Linked DNA regions of Zea mays: region 2 is linked to region 1. Evidence: chromatin contacts called from public Hi-C data. All regions are on one chromosome and are shown on one strand. The core of a region is the stretch at or near the end of the contact, and the rest is flanking DNA. Distances in the headings are between cores, read along the strand shown.

Region 1 (6,330 bases), core at 2,719-5,218:
GGCTCCGGCCGACCAAATCTTCTTTTCGAGCCGACTCTGCCTCTGTCCATGCTGACACCGCTGCCTCCGGCTTCGGCTCATCAAAGAGCGGCCGAGGATTTCCTTTAACTAAGCAAGAGAAGCCTCGGGCGGCAAGGCCGACCGAGCCGAGGGACTCCTACGCCTCCGGGATACGGATACCTCACTCGTCACCTTCGCACGAGGCAACTCACACTTGGTTAAGCGGTCCAATTAGCCGACAGACGAGTCCTAGTGCTCGAAATGAGGAAAAAACACGGCTCCGTGCCGAAAATACATACATGTTCAGGCCCCGACAGCCACAATGAACAAGACACCGGCACTCAAGGTGCCATTACAAACGGAACTCCGGTTCCACCTCCGCAGGTACGAACAACCCCCCACGATTGGAGGGCCTGCGGAGCAACAGAAGGCCGACGGACGGCTCGCCGCCGCCCGCTTCAGCAGCAGCGACGACGACTCCTGCTCCGAGCGGCCGAACAGCAGCAGCGATGACCTCAGGGCGGATGCTGCTGCCATAAGGCCCTCGCCCATGTCCCCACTCGAGGGGCGAGGACGAGCAGAAGGCCGTAGAGTTGGAGGTCAGTCCGTGGGCGGCACCGGCTATCTCGTCGGCGGAGAAACCTCTTCTGACTGTCGTGGCGGAAGGTGGCACCGAAAGCAGCGCCGAAGCCGCTCGGGCCGGAGAGCCGGACACGCGGCAGCTGCCAGCACCACGAACGGCGAACGCCCTTCCCCCCGATAGCTACAATTAGGAGTGTAGCTATGCGCTAACGTGTCTGGCAGAGGAGTGCCTGAGCCCCGTGTACATGCCAACGTGGTTGTCGGAGAAGTGCTTGAGCCCTGTGTACGTGATAACGTGGCCGTCGGAGAAGTACCTGAGCCCTGTAGAAGCACAGCTGTCGATGCTGCTGGGATCCTGCTGACGTCTCCTTGCTTCCGTAGGGGGCTGAGAACCACCGACGTCACGGACGCACGCGGGGAACCATCATTACCTGTTACCGGGGCAAGCCAGATGGGACGCCGGTCTTGTTCCCTTGTAGCCTGAGCTAGCTAGGGGTAGGGTAATGATGTATCCCCTGTGGCGCGGTCAGTCCGAGCCCAAGGTCGGGCGAGGCGGAGACTTCTCTTGAGGCCGAGGCCGGGGTCGGGCGAGGACGCGATTCCTCCCGAGGCCGAGGCTGAGGCCGAGCCCTTGGGTCGGGCGAGGCGGAGACCTCCTCCCGAGGTCGAGGCCTAAGGTTGGGCGAGGCAGAGCTTCCTGTTGCGCCCGAGGCTGAACTCGGCTGTTGTCAGTCTTACCCCGGAGGGTGGCACAGCAGTCGGAGCAGGGCAAGCGACGCTGTTTTCCTGTCAGGTCGGTCAGTGAAAGGGCGAAGTAACTGCGGTCACTTCGACCTTGTCGACTGAGACACGCGTGTCAGGATAAGGTGTCAGGCGATCCCCGTATTAAATGTGCATGCGATACGGTCGGTTGGTGAGGCAATTTGGCCAAGGTTGCTTCACAACGAAGCCTGCCCGAGCTGGGCTTCGGACGAGTCGAGGGTGCGCCCACCACCTGAGGAGGTCCTCGGGCGAGGCGTGAATTCGTCCGGGACTACTGTTCCCGCCCGAGGCTGGGCTCGGGCGAGGCGAGATTGCGTCCCTTGGTAGACGAGGCCTTGACCTGAACCGTGTCCATCAGTCTTTGCGGTTTGCGCTGAGGGTGGTTACCAGCCGTGTTTAGGAGTGTTGGGGGTACCCCTAATTACGGTACCCGACAGGTAAAGACGCGCAACCTCTGCAAAGTGTAAAACTGGTATATCAACCGTGCTCACGGTCATGAGCAGCTCGGACCCTCACACGAGTAATTTATGGAACTAAAACTTAGTTTGTCATATGCATTGCATTATGGGTGTTATTATTAATTGTGGTCTCTTATTTATTTGTGTTCGTATCTACTTATACTTAGTAACTGCTAATAAAACTCTGACCAACTTTAAAAGAAAAGCTCAGCTTTAACCCTCTCTTTACACATCACATGAGCCATCACTGTAGTGAGCTCATGCACATTATTCCCCACAACTTATTGAGCGATGAATGTATGTGAGCTCACACTTGCTGTACTCACATCCCCTAGGTCAAGAATAGGTACCGCAGGATGAGTAGCATGGAGGATGTCACGATAAGTTCGTGAGAGGTCTAGGTCGTCGTCTCCTAGTCAATATGGTTTCTGAATCGTCGTCTTCGTATGATGTAATTATTTAATTATTTTGTACAGAACTCATATTATATAGTAAAGATGTGACATTCGTTTCTGTATCATGAGTTATCATATGTGTGAGACTTGATCCTAGCACACATTTGAAACACGCCCGAGTTTGCCCCCTAAATTTGGGTGTGACAATGTTGATCATAAACACCAAAATTCTATAATCAAATAGACAACAATTCATTTTTCTTACAAATTTTATATCTATTATTCAGCTAACAATTTGCTATTAGCTAGGATAAACTAACTAACACATGTAGTAGTTAGGAGGCATAAATTATGTCATGCCTATCACTCAGTTAACCATTACCTGCGACTACAAAAACTAGCTAGCATATCTAATGGTTAGCTAGGTGGATCTGGAAGAGTCCCACATTATTTTCGAAACAAAACAGAACGAGCAATCATTCTCATCATGTGTGTAGTTTTTATTATGATATAATGGGCAGGTATTGGATTTTTCGGTGGCCGAAAATAAGGATGATACGGAAATATGCAATGGACGCTGGAAAATCGCAAATGAGTGAACGATGGCAATGATACCACGAAGTGGAGCCATTGTGAATTTGTCTTATGTTTTGTCTGGTCGCATTCTCCAATATATGTGGATCGAAGTATATTGAAGTGCAACCAAATAAGTTCTGACAAGTTTTTTTTATTAAAAAGACATACCAATGCTAATAGTGTATTGGTCATCAAACTCGTAAGTGAAATTTATATTTTCTTTCAAAACAAACATGAACATCTAGAGAAAATTAAGTACTTTATCCATTATAAAATATAATTTGTTTTAGACTAATCATATGTTCATTACTACGTGATTGGTTGCTCCGCCGAATGCGCTCAGGCTCACCGCGTCCAATTAACCGTGCGGCGCACGTGAATGGTTGCATGCACGCGCACAAGACCAACCTGCACGCTCAGATACAACACAAGTGAAAATGTGCCTGCAGGCCGTCGCGAGCCGGGCGCCCATGAGCCTAGAAACCAATTACGCCACAAGTAGCATATGAATACAATTTACATGTATGTCTATATTTATTATCATTTGAATGAATGTGGACGGAAAAAGTGAGGTAGAATGAATTATATTTTAGCACGGATGAAGTATTATTTTACTGTTATCGAATAACTAAAAACGTGCTAACCATGTTTTGAGAAACTAACGAATGTCCGTACGTTTTTTAAGACGTGCTGATCCCTAACCTTCTTGCACTTAATAATGCTCTTATTTGTGAACTTTTGAGTAGCAAACATTTTTTTTGGTAGTTACAAGCTTGTTAAATGCTTTCTTATAGAGGGTGTGTATGAATATGAGGTTTCTGGAAGAGTTTTTTTTTGGTACCCGATATTTATAGAGAGCCTGTTTGTACTCTATATATTGTATATTAACTATATTTAAGATAGAGAAGCTTAAGATTATCGTCTCTTACTCTCTCCGTTCACAAATGTTTGTCGCCATAGTATTTATGTCTGCCACACTTTTTTAAGTTTATCTAAATTTATAGAATATATTAGCAACATTTGTATTTTCAAATAATCTTAATTCAAGATCTATATAATGATACTAATTATGTGTTGTATATATTAACATTTTTATATAAATATTGTCAAAGTTAAAAGTGATACTCGAAAAGTAAGAACGACTAACATTTGTGAACATAGGGAGTAGCTATTTCTTGTATACGAACTCTAGTATTGAACACAATTCACATGTGTTAAGATATATTAGGGTATAAATTAGTTTAAGTTACACTCTAATCCACTTTAATACATACTCTAATCTACTTTAATATACGTGGATTGAGATCAATGCTAAAGTATTCAAACTAGTTATAAGTGTCCTAATCGTAGTCTTGCTCTTTTTATATAAAAAAACTTTCTTAGAGTTATTGGCCGCGCGCGCGCGCGTTGCCCCTTCTTGTTCCGCAAGTTGAAACCGCCGTCGTCGGGTTGGTTGCTGCCGAGCGAATCCAAACCCAGCTCACTTTGGCTGTTTCTGGAAACGGACCCTGCTTCAACTCGAAACTCATCCCCCCTCACCGGTTTACCCAGTTCGAAATTTGAAACGCACGAATATTCCAGACACCAACCCGAGGGCACTCCCGTCATTCCGCGGTCCCCCTGCTCCCGAAGCGAATATGCCCCACACGGAGACCACCCGGCCACGTGGGCACCTACCGCCCAGAGGAGGAGATTCCTTCCAAGGAACCTCCACCGCGGAATTACCGAAACGCCCCTGCGCTGTTCAACTAATACTTCCCCTCCCCCCTGGCCTCGGCTCCCGTCCGTTCGTCCCCAATTTCCCCTTCGCCTTTGTCTTCCCGCTCCCGTCCCGAAATCCGCCCGCCGATTAAGCTTGCTTGCCCTAGCAGATCGAAGCACTAGCCCTAGCCCTAGCCGAGGAGCGCGCCCATGGCCGCCGCGGTCGTGGGCTGAGGGGCCGCGGCTCTTTGCATGGGGTGAGGAAGCGGCGTCCCGAGGCGCGGGAATGGACCCTAGCCTGAAGGAGGAGGTGATGAAGGCGGTGGAGGAGGCGAGGTCCGCGTCGGTGCCGCGGTGCCGGGTGGTGCGCATCATCGTGCACGACGAGGACGCCACCGACTCGTCCTCCAGCGAGGACGAGGACGAGGACGAGGCGGGGGAGCGCGCCTCGCCGCATCCGGGCTCGCCGTCGGCGTCGGCGTCGGCGGGGAGCGTGAAGCGCAGCCGCGTGCTGCTCCAGTCCGCCGGGTGCGGCGCGGAGGAGGACGAGGAGGAGGAGGAGGGGGAGGGGGCGAGGTTCACGGGCGTGCGGCGGCGCCCGTGGGGCCGGTGGGCGGCGGAGATTCGCGACCCGATGCTCCGCCGCCGCGTCTGGCTCGGTACCTTCGACACCGCCGAGGAGGCCGCCGCGGCCTACGTCGCCGCGCGCCTCCGCATCCGCGGGCCCAAGGCGTCCGGGAGCAACCTGCTCCCGTCCGGTGCTCACGCCGCCGGCTCGCTCCCTCCGCCCGCGCACCGCCCGCCCCTGCCCCCCCGCCCCCCGCCACCGCCTCAGCGGGAGAAGCAGCAGTGCCCGCCACCGCCTCTGCTCCCGCCGAAGAAGCAGCAGTACCCGCCACCGCCTCTGCTCCCGCCGAAGAAGCAGCTGTACCCGCCACCGCTTCCCCTCCCGCCGAAGAAGCAGCAGCACCATCACCCGCCACCGCCTCTGCCCACACTTCCGCCGAAGAAGCGGCTGGCGTCACCGCCTCTGCTGCCCGGAAGCGAGAAGCAGTGGGTCATCTCCTCCCCGTCGGAGCCGCGGTTCGTCCCGCTGCCGGTGTGGGCTCTGATGTCCGGCTCCGGGAAGCGCAAGAAGCGGTCAGGCTGCGGCGGGCGCGTCCCCGCCCTCCACACCCCAGCCGCCGCCGAGGAGACAGGGCGCGCCTGAGAGGCCGAGACGATAGACGACACCATCCCTGCTACTGGTATCCATCCCCTGCTCCTTGATCATGCCAATCTGATGACCGCTCGGTCGATCGATGCTAATGTGAAGAGCCTGTAACCTCTCTGTCTCTCTCTCTCTCTCTCTCTCTCTGATTCATGCAACTGATGATTTGTGTACATATGCTGCTGGTGCTGGAGCCGCAGCAGGTGATGAACTGATCTGTGAAACCTGATGAACTATTCATGTGTAATAAATAAGTATCTGTTGACATTTTTCGACCCGAACAAAACAAGGTTGTTGTTGGCTTGTTGCTGTGGAGATCGCAAGATTGTTGTTCCTTCTGTTTTGACGTCTTGACGGCGTTGGCGGTTCCACTCGGGTCTTCAGACCTGTGATGAACCATCGAGCGGCAGTACAGTACAGAGCGAGCACACGTGCAGGCCTACACTTTTTTCTGTCAGTGCAGCAGTATCTAGCGTAACGTCGTTGCGTCATTGCGTGCCAGCGATCAGTGGTAAAAATGGGCAAATAAAGCAGTAACCGGTACAACAACATAAAGAGAGCAACTCCAACTCCAATATTTTTTTTTAAAAAAAAACTTCCTAAATTCATGTTTAACAAGTTGCTTAATAGCTATTGGAGTAAAAAA
Region 2 (6,330 bases), core at 1,518-4,017, 190 kb before region 1:
ATCCTGCTACTATGCTGTCTTCCCTGGGCCAAACTTGGTAAAGGCATGTTCATCACTATTTGTGCTCTGGAATCTAAGTGCATTCGTAACACATTGTTGGATCAAAAGTGTGCAATTCAAGCTTCCAATGTTTTCATGCTAAATGTCCTGCTGACCAAACCGAACTGAGGTTTTGATGGTTAATTGTGTTGTTAGTTAGGTGTATTTTTCTGTGGTTTGCGTTATCTATGTACTTAATTGAGAGATGAATGTTTCTGTCTCAATTGATTGTTGTTATTAATTTATCATCATCATCAGCATATCAAAGACTGTAAAAACGAACCTCACTTTATATGCTTTTAAGTTCTGCTGGCTTCTTACCTATGTCCTGTTGCTTATTAAGCACTAGAGCCTCCCAATTACTGAGTACTACTAGTATTGAAATGTTTCATCTTGGTGCGGTATATGTTGATACTCATCTAGCCTTTGCAAAATTGTTTGTTATAGTTATTGCTTTTTGCTCCTGCATTGTCAATTCACCAAATTCTGGTTTGGCAGTGAACAGGAGGCCCCAGTCGCGGTTGAGGCACCAACCCCAGTTCTTGGGGAGCCTATGGACTTGATGACTGCTCTGCAGCTCGTGATGAAGAAGTCAAGTGCTCATGACGGTCTTGTGAAGGGTCTCCGTGAGGCTGCCAAGGCCATCGAGAAGCACGCCGCTCAGCTTTGCGTGCTTGCTGAGGACTGTGACCAGCCAGATTACGTCAAGTTGGTGAAGGCACTCTGCGCTGAGCACAATGTTCACCTGGTCACTGTTCCTGCCGCTAAGACTCTTGGCGAGTGGGCCGGGGTGAGTTAAGAGTCTCTTTCTCTAAAACTTGTGCTGCTTTTTACATAGTATGATTGTTGCTGCCTATATAGTGTTACTGGATTACTCATTTGAACATTCATTTCATAACTTCCAATGCTTTAAGTTATGCTTGATAGGGGAAAGTTTACTATCGTTTGTAAGAGCATCTCTATGTGTCTTTCTAAAATTTACTTTCTAAATCATCATTTAGAGTCATTTGAATAAAAATAGTTTTCTATATATTTTTATTCTTCAACATCTTTTCTTTATCTTATGTACACTCTAGAGAGATATCCTCACCATCCATATTTGACTAGCGAGAAGTGCTGAACAGAGGATGGCTATATTTAGATATCCAGTTAGAGAAGCTATTGGACGGTGTATTTCTTCACCACAATCTGTGTTCCTTCTAAGGCTGTCTCCACTAGCCTCCCTATACCACTCCCTTTTTCAAACTCTACTCTGCAAGCAGTGCAGTCTACAGTGCAAAATGATGTTCTGCATGGCCATATGCACGCTCTTCTGAGCACGGCCTAAGGATATATAATCTCTTGGAGTTGCTTTAAATGTCAAGCCTTTACATTTTCTTTTTAGTCCTTTAAGACATGTTTCAATTTTCTAGAGCATGCCATTTTCCACTATGCTGTGCAGTATGAACTTGCACCTTGATCATAACAGCCTCCACTTATGCCCCCTTGCAGCTTTGCAAGATTGACTCTGAGGGCAAGGCAAGGAAGGTTGTAGGCTGCTCCTGCGTCGTCGTCAAGGTAGCATATCAATCACCTACGTTCCTACTAACAAATAATTATTTTGGTTTACCTTAGGCAGGTGACATGACATTCCACTGTTTCGTTTCAATTATCAGGACTACGGTGAAGAATCTGAGGGCCTTAACATAGTGCAGGAGTATGTCAAGTCGCACTAGATGTGTGACATGTTTCAGTGATACTCTTGATTTGGACCTGGGCTTAAAATTATGCTTTTGCATCTGGGGCTTGCCTAGGAGATTAGAACATTTTACTAGAAGAGCCGAAGAGGATATGTATGAACAATTTGGACATCTGAATTTTTTTTGTTTATGGTGCTGTCGTCTGGTTTTAATGCAAATCATGAAGAGCCGAGTTTATTCTTGATTTGTGTTTACCTTTTTACTCATGTTTCTATACCCATATCCCATTGGCTTATGGAAATCTGTTTTGTGCCGTGTGGCAAATCAAATCATACTTGAACTGCAATTTCCTGAAACTGGAGGATGAAAGCAGAAGGAAACTGTCGGAGTCGCCAGACAGTGTAACATGCGATAGTAGAGTAGCATTTTTTTTGTTTTTTTTTTTTTTTTGCTGCTTGCCTGAGCCTGACCATACTTGCCGCACCCGCACTACATGTTAGCCATTTTCAGCCGATTCTTAGAAATTGAAGACAATTAAACAAGCTCATACTTCAAAAAATTCATTTCCCCCTTTTTCTAATGTACATTCTGTCTAGTCTCCCTTGTTTCACTACCAGTGAGCAGCAAAATGTTTGTTAGCTTCTCCTTTAAAGTTTTGCACTAGAGAACCATGCCAAACAAGCTAGAGAAGTCGATAGTTGTGTTCAAAATGAAATGTCTCGCGTTTGAATTTGTGTTGTCCACGAGTTCGAAACCGAACGTGCCCTAATCTTCACCACCGTGGTGGGTGTGCGTCCATTACTCTTACCAAACCCATCATGTGCCTCCAAGCATCTTTCTTCTAAACCCATCAAAGTATCAAACTGTACTGTTGTACCTGGCGCGCAGTTGGAAACCCTACCAAAGGAGCAGTTCACGAGGACGAAAGACAACGTGTCGTCATTGTATTGGCCGGAAGACTCCAAATCGCTCGAGCGTCGAGCCGAGTGGAATGAAGAAAGAGTGAGAAGCAGCACAAGGCGGGAAGCCGGGAACGGATAAGATAACAATCAACAAACAACAAGCCCGCGCGAGACTGTTCTTTCTCCATTTCCCAATGGCCGCCGCCGCCGCCGTCTTCTTTCCCTCCACCCCGAATCCTCGGCACCGCCTCGCCGCCGCCGCCCGCCGCCCTCCACCCAGCTTCACCGGCGCCACCGACGCCGTGCCGCTACCGGAGGACGAGGACTCCAGCGACGACGATGCCGACGACGACGGCGCGCCACGCAGGAGCGGGCGCAGGGACCGGCGCCGCGCGGTGCGCGTCGCGTGGGAGAAGCTAGTCCGGTGGTCCCGCTCCTGGCGCCGCCGCAACCGCAGCGACGTCCTCGAGACCACGCGCAAGGTAGACTCGCTCGCACCCTCTATGTGTGGGCTTGGGAGGGTCGCTTCTTCCTTTGCTGGATCTGATCGAGAGGGGCTGCATGGCGAGTCTTTGCTTTTTCAGGTGGTGGTTCTCGGGGGCGGGTCGTTCGGGACGGCCATGGCCGCTCACGTGGCGGCCAAGAAGGCCGATCTCGAGGTGGCCATGCTGCTCAGGGACGACCACATCTGCCGGTCCATCAACAACGCACATGTCAATTGGTTGGTAACCTCTGCTGCCTTTGTTTTCTCGATCCATGAGGTAGAATAGCACTTAAAAATCATCTCGAACGAATAGATGCTCAGATTATCCACGAACAGGGCACGTTGTCTGATGACCTTAGTGACCTAGTGATATCATCCTGTTATTATTATGACCAATTAGGCAATGCCACGTTTCCGGTTTGGAAAACTAGTTTTATTTGCTGTGTGCATTTAGCCGTTAGCATACATCAATTTGTGCTGCATCCTATTTGCATTCCTCAGAATACATGCGTCCTGATGAGGCCATCCCCGAACAACTTGCACTTGTTCTCTGCCTGCTCACGGCAAGTAATGTCGGTTTGTACATACGGAAGGTGCTGTAGGGTCGCGCTCTATAGGCCGATTTGGTACTGTACTTTCCATCTTTGGTCCACTTCCATATGATTTTATTTTATCATCTAAATCCGACTTCAGATGCACATCTTATATGCATACCCAGAGAGTGGCCTCATCATGAAACTGTTTTCGGTGAATGTATCTCAATTGCAGCTTCTGGCTTTTTACTGCAGCAAGTACTTATCAGAACACAGATTGCCAGAAAATATCGTCGCAACAACTAGTGCTGCTGATGCTTTAGCAGGAGCTGATTTCTGCTTCCATGCTGTTCCGGTTCAGGTATTCACGGTTCTTCACGAAGCATTATGCTCGTTGCTGACATTTAGTCCTCTTGACTCTCTTACTTTTTGTGGCAGTTCAGTTCATCCTTTCTTGAAAGTATTTCAACACATGTTGATCCAAAGTTGCCATTCATATCACTTAGCAAAGGGCTGGAACTCAATACCCTTCGGACAATGTCTACAATCATCCCACGAGCATTGGGAAATCGCCGCCAACCGTTTGTTGTTCTGTCAGGACCATCATTTGCTGTAGAGTTAATGAACAAATTGCCTACAGGTCTGTTGATATCATTAATATTGTTAACCTGCTGTCACTTTTTTTTCAAGCTTAATGTTGATGCTGAGTTATTTGTACCTGTATTCCTTTGAACTTCTTCACATATCTATATATGAAAGAACAAACGATGGGTTTGAAGACACCAAAACAACCCTATAACAATCAGAAAATTCCGAGAAAAGAAAAGAAAACGAATTCCAACAAACTCTCAATAATCAAGAGCGGAAACAGAGCTTCTGCACTACTTATATTTTTTGGTCCAGTTTTTGCTGTATGTTGTATGGCAAATGCAACTGTAATTTTAGCTACTGTTTTTTTTCTTCTTCTTGAAAACATAACAAAAAATGGCGTGAGCTGTATTTGTAACCATTGGTATCAGAATGGTACAACAAATACAACTGTATTTTAAAATCCAGCTATGCAATTGTGCAAGCTATTCCTCTAGTGTTTGATGCTCACTAGTCTTTGAATTTCTTTCTTTCATCAAGCACTTGGAATCTCTCAATTTGGACTGAAGTTTATTGTCATTCAACTTTTAATTGTAGCAATGGTGGTGGCATCCAAAGACAACAAGTTGGCAAGTTCTGTTCAACAACTGTTAGCATCCCCAAATTTGAGGATAAGCACATCAAGGTAAAATTGCCTAGCTCCATGAGTTCATCACAGAAGATACAACAAGCTACAACTGCACGAATGCAAAAATGCATGCCATGTAGGCTCGTATTTACTAAAACTGAGAAAGAAGATGAGGTGGAAGATGCGTGAACGAAATGAAACACAGATTTTTTTGCTCTTCTTACTATTTGGTTTTTTATGTATGAGAAAGAGAGAAAATTTCTTACAGTTTATATTCAGGGGCATGACAATAGTTTCTGAACTATTAAGACAAGGGAAAAGTGACTGTGTTACTACCTGAATATTCCAGAACATTCAATAATTTGCAACTAGTACGTTCAACAGCTAAGCATAAGAAATAGGTTTCCTTGTTTCAAATTAGTTACTACCACGCAGTTCAATACTAGTCTTAGGAGCAATATCTTGGGAATTTCTGTTGCTTGAGAAACTTTTGTCCAGCTAAAACTAGCCCAACTAATAGGCTATACATAATATATCATACCAACATAAAGAAGTGTGATGAACGTTTCTTCCACTGTTAACTATTTATGATTTTGTACACATTAGGATTTAGGAGGTAGGTTAGTAGAGATTATTTTGATCATGACAGTTTTGTACTTCAGCGACCTGTGATACTGAGAAAACAATAGGCGAATATTTTGAATGTGACCTATGATACTTCAGTGATGTTACAGGAGTAGAAATCGCAGGTGCCCTGAAGAACGTTCTTGCAATAGCTGCAGGTATAGTGGAAGGCATGAGTCTCGGGAACAACTGTATGGCTGCCCTTGTTGCCCAAGGCTGTTCAGAGATACGGTGGTTGGCGACGAAGATGGGAGCAAAGCCAACCACTCTTTCTGGCTTGTCTGGGTCCGGTGACATCATGCTCACATGCTTCGTCAACCTTTCGCGGAATAGAACAGTGGGACTACGCCTCGGTTCTGGTGAAAAGCTTGACAGAATCATGGGTTCTATGAATCAGGTGTGCAGAATTCCTCCCATGGCATCAGTTTATGCACAGGGTGTCACCTACTCATCTGTGTAACCTGTGGTTAGTGGATTTGTCTACATGTTTAGGTTGCTGAAGGCGTATCAACTGCTGGGGCTGTCATTGCGTTGGCGCAGAAGTACAAGGTCAAAATGCCGGTATTGACAGCGGTGGCACGGATAATTGATAATGAGTTAACTCCAACTAAGGCGGTTTTGGAGTTAATGAATCTTCCCCAGGTACGTTATTAAATTTGAAGTTTCGTTCTGACTACCAAATGAACTGGATCACTTTGTTTCACAAGCACATGCACAGCCATCGGGTCCTTGCTCTGTTTTAAATTTGTTGTGTTTGGCTAGTGGCTCCACATTTTTTAATTTGTAAAATTTAAACAATAATCAGGGGCAATTTGTCTAAGCAACCACATAGTCTTAAAAGATGGAAAACAAA

What was found. Hi-C and Micro-C count contacts between places; a contact is called where the count stands out from the background.
Region 2: a Hi-C map of leaf shows a contact between it and region 1, with 7 times the contacts expected there. The contact joins the promoter of LOC100383152 here to the promoter of LOC103632136 in region 1. A contact is called at or near these places in 4 of 25 Hi-C or Micro-C datasets (ear, leaf and tassel).

The regions. Positions count from the first base shown.
Region 1 is chr7:21,959,184-21,965,513 of Zm-B73-REFERENCE-NAM-5.0, reverse strand. LOC103632136 (ethylene-responsive transcription factor ABI4) reads left to right here and starts at 3,968. Exons shown (of 1, transcript XM_008653974.4): 1 at 3,968-5,999. The coding sequence starts at 4,761. The coding sequence ends at 5,684.
Region 2 is chr7:22,143,388-22,149,717 of Zm-B73-REFERENCE-NAM-5.0, reverse strand. It overlaps LOC100383152 (Glycerol-3-phosphate dehydrogenase [NAD(+)] 2 chloroplastic), which reads left to right and starts at 2,767. Exons shown (of 8, transcript NM_001361949.1): 1 at 2,767-3,102; 2 at 3,205-3,341; 3 at 3,893-3,998; 4 at 4,076-4,277; 5 at 4,823-4,910; 6 at 5,577-5,874; 7 at 5,970-6,119. The coding sequence starts at 2,815. LOC100282880 (ribosomal proteinS12 (homolog)) reads left to right here. Exons shown (of 5, transcript NM_001155786.2): 3 at 538-829; 4 at 1,531-1,596; 5 at 1,695-1,980. The coding sequence ends at 1,754.